Regions from separate parts of the Gossypium arboreum genome. Here region 2 is linked to region 1. Evidence: chromatin contacts called from public Hi-C data. All regions are on one chromosome and are shown on one strand. Each heading gives the region's core, a stretch centred on a gene start, on an enhancer-like site or on the middle of the called end of the contact. The rest is flanking DNA. Distances are from core to core; before and after follow the strand shown.

Region 1 (6,815 bases), core at 1,887-4,386:
TGAAATATATGGGCTTATATGAATACTATGAAAATTCGGCTAAGCATATGTGTAAGGAAATTTTGTGTATTTTGTGATTTTGTGAATTAGGGACTAAAGTGTCAAAATGTGAAAATGTGAGGGCTAATTTGTAAAATTCCCAAAATATGTGTTTTTAGATTAAATTGAATGATTTTTTAAATAAAAGAGTTAAATTTGAATTTATATAGATCCAGAACCAAAGAAAACGAAATTAGATTGGGGAAAAACAAAAGTCGTTGAATAGTCGCTCGTTTTCGTTCATTTTCGTACGAGGTAAGTCGATATACAAATAAATGTGTTTTGAATTGAATTATTATTGTTTTTATGCTCTTGAACAATGATGAATGATATATGAGTTGAGTATGAGATATCCGAGAAAGTATCGACAAAGTTTCGACGTCTGAGAAGTCTTGTATGAACCATAGGAATAGTTAGGATACATATGTCATGACATAGGATCCGATATGTGTTCTCGTGTAATACCACGTCTGAGACGTTGGCATCGACTTATGATTTACATATAAGACCATGGTTGGGACATCAGCATCGTATTTGATTTCGTGTAAGACCCTATCTGGAACAGTGGCATCGATATTTGATTACATGTAAGACCACGTCTGAGACGTTGGCATTTTATGAGTTTTTTGAATTATTCGAGTATCCTTATTGATTCCAAACGGTTTAACAGGCATTCCAAGAAACGAGTAATTATGTGGTTGAGTATTGATTCAGGTACGCTTGAATTGTATATTATGATTAAGAATAAAAGGTAAGTATTTGAACCTATGTGGACATATGAAATATGTATGAGTTATATGAGACTTATAGATATATGGATATGCTTTGCCATGATCTATATGATTGAATTGAATTTAAATTATGAATGTGATAAGTTTATTTGTATATGGCTTACTAAGCTTTTGAAAGCTTACTTTGTGTGTGTTTTCAACTGTTTTATAGATATCGTAGCTATCAGGAGCTCGGGGATCATCAAGGATCATCACTACTACCGAACTCTATTTTGGTACCTTTTGAAAATGTATATATTGAAGTACGGCATGTATAGGCTAGAAGTATGTGAATATGATTTATAATATGCATTATCTAGCCATGTGATATAGCTTGGTTATGGATGTGATTATGAATGAATTTTGGTATATACTTTGTGTTCAAAAATGGTATTTTTTTATACACTCTTGAATGACCAAATGAAATGGTCAATTTTGGTAAGTTTTGGTATGTGCTTATTTGAGAATTTGAAGTTTATGGCATAAGATTAAATGAAGTAAATTGAGGTTATGAAACTTAAGTTTTGGTATGACTTTGAATTATGATTTGGCATGATTTTGATATAGTTATAAGCGTGAATTTGGTTGTTTATGATATGGCATGAATGGTGTATGTTTGGTGTATGAATTAGCTGGAAATTGATATGAAATGTGCCTAGTTTTATGCTTGTAGGGATGACCCAAAATGGGTGGCAAATTGGCTTTTCAAATAGCCTATTTTTGCCCACATGGGCAGAGACACGGGTGTGTGTCCCAACCGTATTGCTCGAGGGCCATTTTGAAATGAGCCAGGGCAGACCGCACGGTCGCACACACGGGCGTGTGCTAGATCATGTGGCCAAGTCAGTAGCCTCCCTAATTTTCACACGGCCTGTTCACACGGGTGTGTGACCTGTACAACTTTGAAAAATGTTTAAGTTTTGAAAATTTTTGTATGAGCTCGGTTTAGTCCCAACCCCTTTCTAATGCATGCTTAAGGTCTCGATAACCTAAATAAAGGACTCTATGGTAATGTGTGACTATGATTGATAATGATGTATATGAATTGTTCATAAAATATTCCGATTTGTCTTTAACCCTAGTTCGACGACAGATACGGGTTAGGGGTGTTACAATTACAATCTAAATTAATTATTATTTTCAAAATATTGCTTTTCTTAATTACATGAAATAAAATTCTATTATATATTAAATATGTTAAAAATGTTTGAATTATTATTTGAATTTTTATTATAATATTTTAATGGTTAATAAGTTAATATATTAAAATTTTGATTAAGGAATATTACTCTACACTAATTATAATATTTTAAAATTAATAAAAATTAAATGTGTAAATTTCACATACAACACATATGATATTGAAAACTATTAATATTTAAAAAAACGAGAGGTGTCAATTGAGTTTTAATTCGATTGACATTGTTATCAATGCAAGAGGTTGTGGATTCGGGTGCGCTAAAATGCATTATTCTCCTATTTATGGGTTGGGGAGAGACTATAAATAATTTTAGATATTGTGTTACAGAAAAGCAGATATAATGAGAGAAAAAAACGAGTGAAACATATTTCTTTCCTACTATTTAAAGTGCTTGAAAAATTATAAATAACATAAAAGAAATCATACCATACTAATCACTGCTCATCAAACCATTTCTACCAAACAAACTGAATACTCATTTAATAGCATTAATTTGATTGATATCACTAGCCTCAACATCTCTCCAACTCAATCAAAAGATGGCTAAAATGAAGCAATTATTAAAGAAGAAAAAAGTTGATTAATATTGATTTTCATGCAAATTTAGTCAAGAGTGGTATTATTAACAACAGGATGACCCGGACACTGTGGTGGAGCCGGTAGTTTACAAGGTGCACCATGGGAGAAGTAACACATGCATTCATCGAACGGAATCCCGCCGCCAGCTGAGCGGCAGAAGGCTGTGATCTGCCCTATCCCTCGATAACAAGGGCGGCATGTTTCAGCGCACTGTTTCACCTCAGGACAACCGCCACCTTTTACAGCTAGTTCACAGCCTGCTTCCACTTTTGAAACCATATTTTTCACTGCAACAACACCCACAATAGAAATCAACAATACAATAAAACCTAAAACTTCAATATTACTTAGTTAGCAGCAGTCGATATTATGATGGTTAGTTTATGATTTCGTGAAGAGGAATAACATTTATTATACAAACCCGAAGTGAATATGACGAGAACCAGAAGGAAGTTAAAGGAAGGAGAGGGCTTGAAAATCTTCATTTCTTTTTTTTTTGGCAACAATTTTGTTCAGAGGAGAAGAAGTTAATATAATATGGGGTTTGGTGAGCGTATTATTTTTCACCTGAATTTCACAATTATTTTTATATTAAGTTAAGATAGGTTCTGAATTTGACAATTATTTATTATTGGGTTTTGAATTTTTTTGCCTAAATCAATCTATGAAATTGACAATTATTCTCATATTGTGCTTTTTTTTTTGCAATTATTCTCATGTTCGGATTTAAATTTTTTTTAGGAAATATCATGAATTAATTTGGGCCAAAAAAAATTTATTCCTCGATATCATGAACTAATTCAAGAATTAACAAGAACCCAAAAAAAATCAAGCTCAAATATTGGACCAATTGCTAAATTTAGGTCCCAAATAGAACATTAACCCAATTTTAACTAGTAGTCATCTAACTATTAGTAAATTTTTTTTTAATTATTTAATTATAAAAAGTTACAAAATGGTCACCCAACTATCCAATTTGACTTTTTTTGTCACTAGCTAGCTAACAGTGGACTTTTAAAATTGGCATAACAGTAACTTTAACCCTCAACGTTTATAAATCATGTAAATTTAGTCTTGATTCTAAAAAAAATTTAACCCTCATTATTTACACATTGTGTAATTTGGTCTCTCAATTTTTATGCAATTTTGCTTCTTCTTCTTTTTTTTTTTGGGTGACATTAAGGGTTAATTTTAAAAGAATGAGAAAATATTAAATTTATTATCTTAAATTTTTTTGTATATTTTCAATCAAATTAGCTAATAAAATTTTTTTTTTAGCTTTTTAGGTGAAAGGGTTACAAAATAAAAAAACAAAATGGCAAAAAAACCAAATTACATAATGTGTAAATGTTGAGGGTTAAAGTTTTTAGAATCAAGGCTAAATTGACACAATGGATAAATATTAAGAGTTAAAACTACTATTATAACAATTTTAAAAGCTGCCATTGTTAGCCAATTTGTGACAAAAAAAATAAAATTAAATAGTTAGAATAACTATTTTCTAATTTTTATAATTAAATGGCTAAAAATAATTACTAATAATTAAATGATCATTTTTAATTTTTATAGTATTAATATACTTTACCCTAAAATTTAAATAAAAAGTATTGGTTTTATTGTTAAAATTTTAGTTACATCGAATTGAATCACATCAAATTAATATATATATATATTATTAGGTGGAACCCAAAAGGTTGAAGAACTTTATGAACGTTTGGAACGCTATTAATGCAACAATATTCTGAAATGGTCCTTCCTTATTAAAGTAGAAATGTCTTTAGCATTAATGACCTAAATCCTGCACCATGCATCAATTCATACCTTTTTTTGTTTGTTTTCCAAGTTTTTTTTTTTTTAATACAATGCAAGTAGCTGGCCAAGAATGAAGAGGGTTTTTGCATAACTTATTGGTCAGCCCAATGTGATCAACTAAATCGGAAAAACAAAAGAATGCCAAGGAAAGAAATTTCAAATCTATTTTTAAAATTTTATTTTATTTTTAAAACTTTTAATTTTTAATATATATTTTAAAAATAAATTTTTTGATTTTAAGCAATAACATGACACAATATCAAACTGTCAAATCATTACATTTTAACACTATTAAAAAGCTAGCAAAAACATCTATTAATGAAAGAAGACCAAATCATGATGTTAAATTTTTTACTAAGCACCTATATATTGTGTTTTCTTTTCCTATCTAAACAATTTTTTTGTATTTCATTTTACTTTAAAAGTAGATGGTGTTGTAATAAATATGTTTAATGTGTTTATGTTTTTATTTGTTTTATTATTTTTAAGATAAAATAAGATAAAATTAATAATTTAAATTCCACTTTTGATAATAATAATAAAAAGTAGTTAGTAATATAAAATAAATATTGTTTAAGGCTAATTTACTAATAGAGTCGAATTTTTAAGTTTGAGTTGGATTGGTTGAATAAATCAAATAATATTTTAAAATATATATTAAAATGTTTTACATTAATATTTTTATATTTATAATCCAATTTAAAAAATACTATTAAATAATAGTATTACCCAAAAATATTCTTTGGCTTTGTCTCACTATTTGAATGCACTGTAACTTCAGCATAAAATTAACGGTGAGTTTGGATGGGCAGTGTACTTACTTACGGTTAGTATAAAAATAATTGTGATGGTGGAATTAAATACTATAGAGATATTATAGTATAAGACAAAAAGTAAACTAAACACACTGTACTCCGCCGCCCATCCAAACTGACATTAAAAATGGATATCTTGGTTCAAAAAAGAAAAAAAAAACTTGGATATTTACAATTTTGAAATATTTAAAAAAAAAGTTAAATTTTGTTGTCAGTCCCTACACTTTGCAAAAGTTATTGATTAATATTTTTACTTTTCAAATTGGTCACTTTAGTCTATATACTTTTCAAATTTTAAAATTTTTGGCTTGACTCAAACAGTAGTTTGGTTAAATTCAATAACTAGTCACATACTATGCGTACAATTATAGATATAGTCCATATTCTCCCATTAGATCATTCTAAATCTCTATACTTTTCGAATTTTGAAATTTCAATCTTGGTGCAGATGACAATTGTTAATCCATTAATTGAATTTTTAGAGATAACATTACACAAATAATATGTTTAATGCATCAGATTTTAGAAACAATGAACTTTACTTAGTGAATTTAAGCGATACTATTAAATGAGGACTGAAATTTTAAAATTTAATAAGTATAGAGATGAAAAATAATCAAATAAAAATAAAAAGATCAAATCTGAAAAGTAGAGAAATTAATCACAGAGTTTAACCTAAAAAAAGTAAAACAATTTAAGAGAGATCACCTCTCTCTCTTTAATCCTAAAATTCTAATCCAAGGCAAATCTTAATATGTCGCCATTTTATGTTTATTGTTAGTTTTCTGTCTTCCTCCTGTCCTCTCCTCCTCCCATTCCATTTTTTATCGGAGCTTGTTTTACTATTAATAGTAATATTATTACTTATCTTTGTTGGTAATTGTTGGAAAAAGGTGAGGTAGTTTGGAGAATCTAGGTTGTAATAAATCAATGTGAATGAACTATTGCATTTAGTTAGAGTGTACTATTTTTTATATTTTTTAATATGTGTATCGGTAATATTAAACTGATCTATTTTCTTATAAAAAATGCTTAGGCGCATAAAAATAGAGAATGATGTTAAACTTAGGTATTTATACTTGGCTTTTGGGCTATTGGAAAGGCTAAGTGGAGTCTGTTTATTGGCTGGCCGACTATCCATGTGACACATTGGTCTGAGTGACCAATTTGCTGGTTACCCAAAGTCCTTTTTGATAAGACAATTAATTTGGATCCAATTGTAAGAAATTTCACTGGTAATTATAGAATGATACACTTCCTCGGTTTCAGAACAGATGAACCAATCACTCTGGGCCAAACAAGCTTGAAAACTAATTCAAAAGGTAGTGGGATTATGAAGACGTTGGGAAAGAGTAGTGCCACAATGCCGATTTTTATTGCAGTCAAACCAGAGCAGAATGGTTCACGGGTATGGAGAAGCATAATTTATGGAAAAAAATGTTGAAAAAGGGAACATGAATGGTAATTCTGAAAAGGTGAGTAAGTTAAGATGGTTGATGGGGACATTCCTCTTCATAGCCTAATCTCTAGTGACAGTGTGATTAGTTAAGTAATATCAAGGATAGAGAAAATGGAATGACGAATAAAGGGATGGCAAAT
Region 2 (6,569 bases), core at 2,665-5,164, 390 kb after region 1:
TGATCTGTTGAACAGGAAGATGATAACCCACTCACATATGATGAAGCAATGCAGAGTGTTGATTCCATGCTCTAGGAAATAGCTATGAAAGCTAAGATGGCTCTATGTATTCCAACTCAGTGTGGGAACTTGTAGACTTACCGAAAGGAATAAAACCCATAGAGTGTAAGTGGATTTGCAAGAGGAAAACGAATATGGATGGAAAAGTGGAAACTTATAAGGCTAGACTTATAACAAAAGTTTATTATAAAACAGAAGGCACCGATTACGGAGAAACCTTCTCTTTGGTTGTCATGCTCAAGCCAATTTGCATATTATTATCCATTACGACGACTCTTGATTACGAGATCTGGAGAATGGATATCAAGACAGCATTTGTGAACGAGTATCTTGAAGAGAGCATTTACTTGATGCAACCCACTGGATATATAGCTAAAGGAAATTGCTTAGATCCATATATAGAATTAAGCAAATGTCTCACTCATGGAATGAAAGATTCGATCAAATGATGAAAACTTTTAAATTTGAGCAAAACTTAGATAAACCTTGCGCTTATAAACATTTAGGGATGGAAATATGGTTTTTCTCGTTCTATATATCAATGATATTCTACTCTTTGGGAATGATGTAGGGACATTGTCATCGGTTAAACTATAGTTAACCCAACAGTTTAGCATGGACTTGGGAGAAGCTAATTTTGTTCTAGGAATTCGAATCCTAAAGGATTGAATAAACAAAGTGATAACACTGTCTCAGGCTTCATACATAGACAATATATTGGAGCATTATGCAATGATTGATTCAGAGAAGGAAAATCAACCCTTCATATCGAGATTCTATCTCTCTTTAGATGATTGTCCTAAAATAGCAGAAGAAAGAGAGAACATAGGAAAGGTTCCTTACGCTTCGATAGTAGGAAGTCTCTTGTATGCTATGCTATGCACACGTCCAAATAACTATTTTGTAGTGGGGTTGGTGAGTTGATATCAAGCGAATCCAGGCACTGGTAAGAAGTTAAGCATATACTCAAATATTTACGGAGAACGAGGGATTATATGCTTGTGTATTTCGGAGGAGTAGCATCGGCTACATTGGTTTTCTGCTTCTCTTTCTCGTTGATTTCAATGACCCTCTTAATTTTATTTTGAAGTTTATAACATTCAACTTTGATGTGACCCTTCTTTTTACAGTAACCACATTCCTTGTCACAGTTTCTTAACTTAGATATCACCCTTGATTTTCTCTGACCTAAATCTTTAAATTGTTGCGTTCCTCTAGCAACCAAACCAAGACTTGCTCATCTAACTTGTTCTTCATGCCTAACTCATTTTTGAGTTTATCCTACTTAAAAGATTTCCTTTCACGTCCTCAAATAAGAGTCTCTCTTTACCGTAAATCAGGGTTTCCCTGAAAGTTTTGTATGAAGGGGGCAAAGAACAATGCAATTAACATAATTTGATCTTCATCATCTATGTTAGCCTTGACATTTTTTAGGTCATTAAGGAGAGTGACAAATTATTGATGTAAGCCCTAACAGACTCACCTTCTACCATACAGAATGTATATAATCGTTGTTTCAATACCAAGCGATTTGCGCAGGACTTTTTCATATAAAGGGCTTCAAATTTCCTCCATAAGGCTGCTATTGTCTTCTCCGTAAGTACATCTTGCAATACATTGTTAGTGAGGCACAACTGAATTGTTGACAGTGTCTTCTTATCAAGTTCCTCCCACTCTGTTTGATTCGCATCTATGGCATTTTGCCTTACAACGACCTTTTTTAGACCATTCTGAACCAGAATTGTTGTCATCCGAACTTGCTACAAGCTGAAATTTGTAGTCCCATCAAACTTCTTGATATCGTACCTCATTTCCATCTCTGAACAGGTTGAATACGAAAATCGAATCGAGCTCTGATACTAATTTGTTGGGACGAACCCAAATTATGTAGCAAATACAAACAAAAACCAAGAAAATTAGACAAAAATATTTATGTGGAAAAACCCCTCCGAAGAGGATAAAAAACCATGGGCAAAGAAAACATCACTAAAACAGAAAAAATTGAAAAATGGGAGTTCAAAATGGAGAAACAAATAAACCATGAACCCGAAATATTAAGATTTCTCGAAATTCTCACAAACTCTCGCTTAATTTTGTTATTGTTATTCTAAACTATCTAGGGTTGCTAAGAAGCCTATTTATAGGCTGAAATTCATGTACAAATATGACTAAAATATCTCTAAAATAATTAGAGTTAGACTGGAAAAATATAACAAAGTTTAACTAGGAGAAAAAAACCCAATTAAGTGAGGATCATGTCATGACATGGTATTCTGTCTCTTCAGGACGCCTTTCATCATGTCGTCGAGCGTGGTGAATCTTCTCATTGTCATGTCTATGTCATGTCGTCAGAACATCGACTCTTTCTCGTTCCGACATCAACCATATTTTATCTGAAATACAAGGTAAACTCTAAACAACTACAATTGTTTCCTATTTACCATTTTTTATAATTTCTAAACTTATTGTTCCATTCCATTTAAATTATCTTTTAACTATTAAGTATTCAGAAAAACAAATACAATATATGCTATACAACGATCAAAAAATTAGTGTTGCTACTTACGTAGTCACAATGCCCGATGTCGAATGATAATTAAAAACTACGCATTTCTCGATAATATATTTTTATATGTTTGTAATGAATTCAATTAAAACACTATCTTAAATTTCATGCACCATATTGCATAGTAACATAATAATTGATTTATCCTAATTTATATTAATTTATATAATACATAATATTAAAGTAGAGTAGTGCAAGTGTAACTTCTAATTCATCATAAGTTAATTTGACACTAATTTAATTGTAAAATTATTAAAATATCTTTATTTTAAAGATAATTAATATTATAAAATATTTTTATTTTTATATTTTTATATAATTTTAAACTATTAAATGTGGAATCAAATTATTAAAGCACAAATGAACTAAAACTAGGACAATAATCAAAATGTTCTTGCATAAGCATTCTATGAACCGATTAAGCGAACTAAAACTTATATATGACAACAACTTATGGTGGGATTTGAAATTCTAAACATTTAACTACAAATGGTAGTTATCGAACCAAGGCACTTAAGACTAAGAGTCTCTACTTTCGCCAACTACGACAAGGCCTCATTGTTAATTAAAACTTTTGTTTTTTTTAATATTATGTAATAATAGTTAAATTTCAGCTTTTGATTTTTTATTATTCTCAAGTTTGAGATTTAACCTTGATGCTTTAATTTTTTACATAATTTGATACTTCAATTTTATAATGTCATTAGTTTGTCTAATACTTTATTTTGATTAAAATATTAATATTAATTTTAAAATTATTAACCATATTAAAATTCTTTGTTAAATTCAAATAGATTATAAAGTCATTTTTCTTTACATGATTACTAGTTGATTTTTTTTATTTTAAAATGCCAGACCAACATATTTAAGTGAAGAAATTTTAAAATGTCAACAATTAGACCTGAATTTTTAAATTAAACTAAATTCTTAAAAATAAAAGATGAAAATTAATTAAAATATATGAAAATATAAAATTTTTATTATACAATTTAGCCCAAAATATAATTATAAATACAAATATAATCCTACCAACTATAAAGTAGAGTCCATTTAATACAATGAACAACGGATGAAAAACTGAAAAATTGAACAAAAACTCACACAAAACATTGACTTAAAATGAAAAACAAACCTAATCATTACAATTAGGGACTCAAATCTAATCTGGGCCCAACCTTTTGTGAACAATTACGGACTCGAATCTAACCCGGGCCCAACCTTTTGTGAAGAATATGAATCTCACTGGGTATTTAGATACAATTATAGTGTATCTTATCTCAAATTCTACAACGTGGCTAATTAATAAGTAATGAGCACATGCTTATTGCCTCTAAGTAGTGGTCCACTTTCACTTCCATCCAAAATTTTTTTGGCTCTCATTTTTGTCTTAAAACTTCATATTTCGTATTTCTAACTCCACTTTCTGTCCATATTTTTCTTATAACAAAAAGTTTATCTACTTTTCAAGTTTTCTTTTTTCTAATAAATTTTATTTTGTTTCTCTTTTCGGCCCTCTCACCAAGAAAAAAGTGAAGCAAAGATGATCCATCTTTGTCAGTTTCAAAGCCCTCAGCCATGGTTGTTGTCTCCAACAATTTCCAAGTTCACTCAAACATCCTCTTCTACTAGGTACTTTTGTATCTTTTTCTTTGCTCTGAACATGAGTTATTGAAGTTGGGTTTCATTGAATTTCTGGTAATAATGCATTACTGCTCGTCTTATGAACTTAAAACACTCCATTTTTTAAACCCTAAACTTACTTCAATTAGTTCATTCAGTTGTCCTTAAGTAGGAAGTGGGCTGAATTTTAGTTCAATTGGTTTGTATCCAGTTATCCTCCCCAAACTTAGTTTAAATGATTCAGACAAACCCTATTTTTTTCTTTAATTCTTCAATGTTAATGGACTAATTCTCTATATAATTATGTATGCTGTTATAGGTTTGGTTTTTGTTGGGGGTGGTGGTGGTGTGCCTTTATGAGTTTTTGGTCTGCCAAGTTTGCTAACTCTCCGAAACATTGACATTATATAACATGTTCTATGATGCTCAAACTCTTCAATTTTATGAATATATTTGACTGTTGTACGCTTTTACACCTTAAAGACTGCTCTAAGGGCACTCATTATCGAAACCCGAATAATAACATTACAGTTTTCTAAACGTATATCACAGTAGCATGCATTATAGTTAAACCGAAGTACTCATGTCCTCCACATGGCCAGACACAAATATGGATATGACTCTCAAAGGACTCTTCAAATACATGGAAAACTTAGAAAATTAAATATACTTTTGTTGGACACATCCATACTCGGGACTACACACCAACCCAAGTAACATAGCAAGTTTTTTTACTGTTGCACTTTCTAAAAGCTACAAAATGGTTGACCAGTTCTTGTAGCATGGCTGTGCTGGTTCTGCAAGTAGTGGATTCGAGGTTAAAACCGTTCCATCATAGACAAAATTGGTTTTTCTTCCCTTGTCTTTTTGCCTGATCAATTGGATAATTATTTAGCTTATCCAACATAGCATGTGGTCTGAAGTTTTGCTCTTTCTTTTTCAGTTTATGTAGTTGCCTTTTCTTTTTTCTTTTGTAGAACACACGGGATTAGAGGCTCGAAGAATATGATATTTTTCCGGAAATCAGTACTATGCAGTTTTTGGTTGAACAATTCTTCATCTAACAATGTGCATAAATTTGTAAACGGTAGAGGTGAGTCCAAGCCATCTGCATCAAGAGTTTGTCAAACTGATGGTTGTGCTTGGTCTTTATCTTTTGATGTTAACTGTGGAACTTTTATTGTTCTAATCACCCTTTGTTGAAGATCTATCACATAGGTGAATCATTAAATTTGGAATTTCGGATTTTTATGTCAAAGGAGTATGCATAACATTTGTGGTCGGTTGGTAATTGTGCAAGCTAATCCTAGCTTGTTAGTGTTCGATAAGCTTATGTTTTACAGGCTCATAATTACACTTCTAGTTGTGTTTTCTAGTTTACATTTATGCCTATTTGCCTCACGTTTTGTTCCTTCGGAAAGTTAAAAGATCATTTTTCGCTTTCCGTAAGAATCATGATAGCTTTTCTCTTACAGGAAAATGGGAAGTTACTTGTAGAAAAGAAACATATAATTCAGAGTGCAGTTCAAATAACTCGAATGTCAAACTCTTTAGGATGGACTTACTGGATGGTTCTCAAGTAAGGATTAAATCTCGGATTCTAAAAGTGTTAATATGAATATGCTTTCTTGATGTTGTAAATAGATGTGTTCTATCAATTTGTTGCAATGACTTAGAGTTATTATATATTTTTCTTTTCCATTCTTTGAATATCTTCTGTATTAATAGATAGTTTTCATTATGAACGTTGCATGCATCTACCAGTGGATTGTTTGTTTTCTGAACGTTGCATGCATCTACCAGTTGATTGTTTGTTTTCTGTCTTTCTTTATTTTCCGGAGTGGAGCCAAGTGGAGCAATTTCTGGTACATGCTACCATAACATGACTCTGGTTTGGTTTCGAAAGTGTCTTCCTCTATCCATCCATAATGATAATCCTCTTAAGTAAATAAAGGTGAAACAAAAGAGGAAAAACCCAATCAAGGAAGGTAGTTTGGTTTAAGGCAACTTGTTCTGGACTTGATCAGATATGAGCTTAACCATGCACAATGACCCCTGTTGTTCAATAAACTAGTGACGGACTAGCCACCCTACATGTGAAACTGATGGAATCATGCAACATGAGCATGTCTTGGAAGGTCATATTTCCATACCTATTTTCAAATATGTGTTCGACATGGATGTTGAACAAAAGTCCTTCAAGCAAAATGAAGAGTTAGAGCAACATACTTGGAAGGAAAAAAACAAATCAGGGTAACTTGTTCAACTATGGATTATGGATGTAAATCAGAGAAAACCAAAAGCAAGGAGATCGTTCTTGCCA

The links. A called contact is a pair of places that touch in the nucleus more often than the background predicts.
Region 2: a contact with region 1 is called in a Hi-C map of leaf, with 2.3 times the contacts expected there. The contact joins the promoter of LOC108457177 here to the promoter of LOC108452673 in region 1. A contact is called at or near these places in 2 of 5 Hi-C or Micro-C datasets (both in leaf).

The regions. Positions count from the first base shown.
Region 1 is chr9:57,431,977-57,438,791 of ASM2569848v2, forward strand. It overlaps LOC108452673, which reads right to left and starts at 3,137. Exons shown (of 2, transcript XM_017750473.2): 1 at 3,011-3,137; 2 at 2,463-2,876. The coding sequence starts at 3,074. The coding sequence ends at 2,614.
Region 2 is chr9:57,821,034-57,827,602 of ASM2569848v2, forward strand. LOC108457177 (putative ion channel POLLUX-like 2) reads left to right here and starts at 3,915. Exons shown (of 24, transcript XM_017756079.2): 1 at 3,915-4,255; 2 at 5,224-5,339; 3 at 5,722-5,825. The coding sequence starts at 4,167. All of the region lies in intron 2 of LOC128280753 (a long non-coding RNA gene), which reads left to right.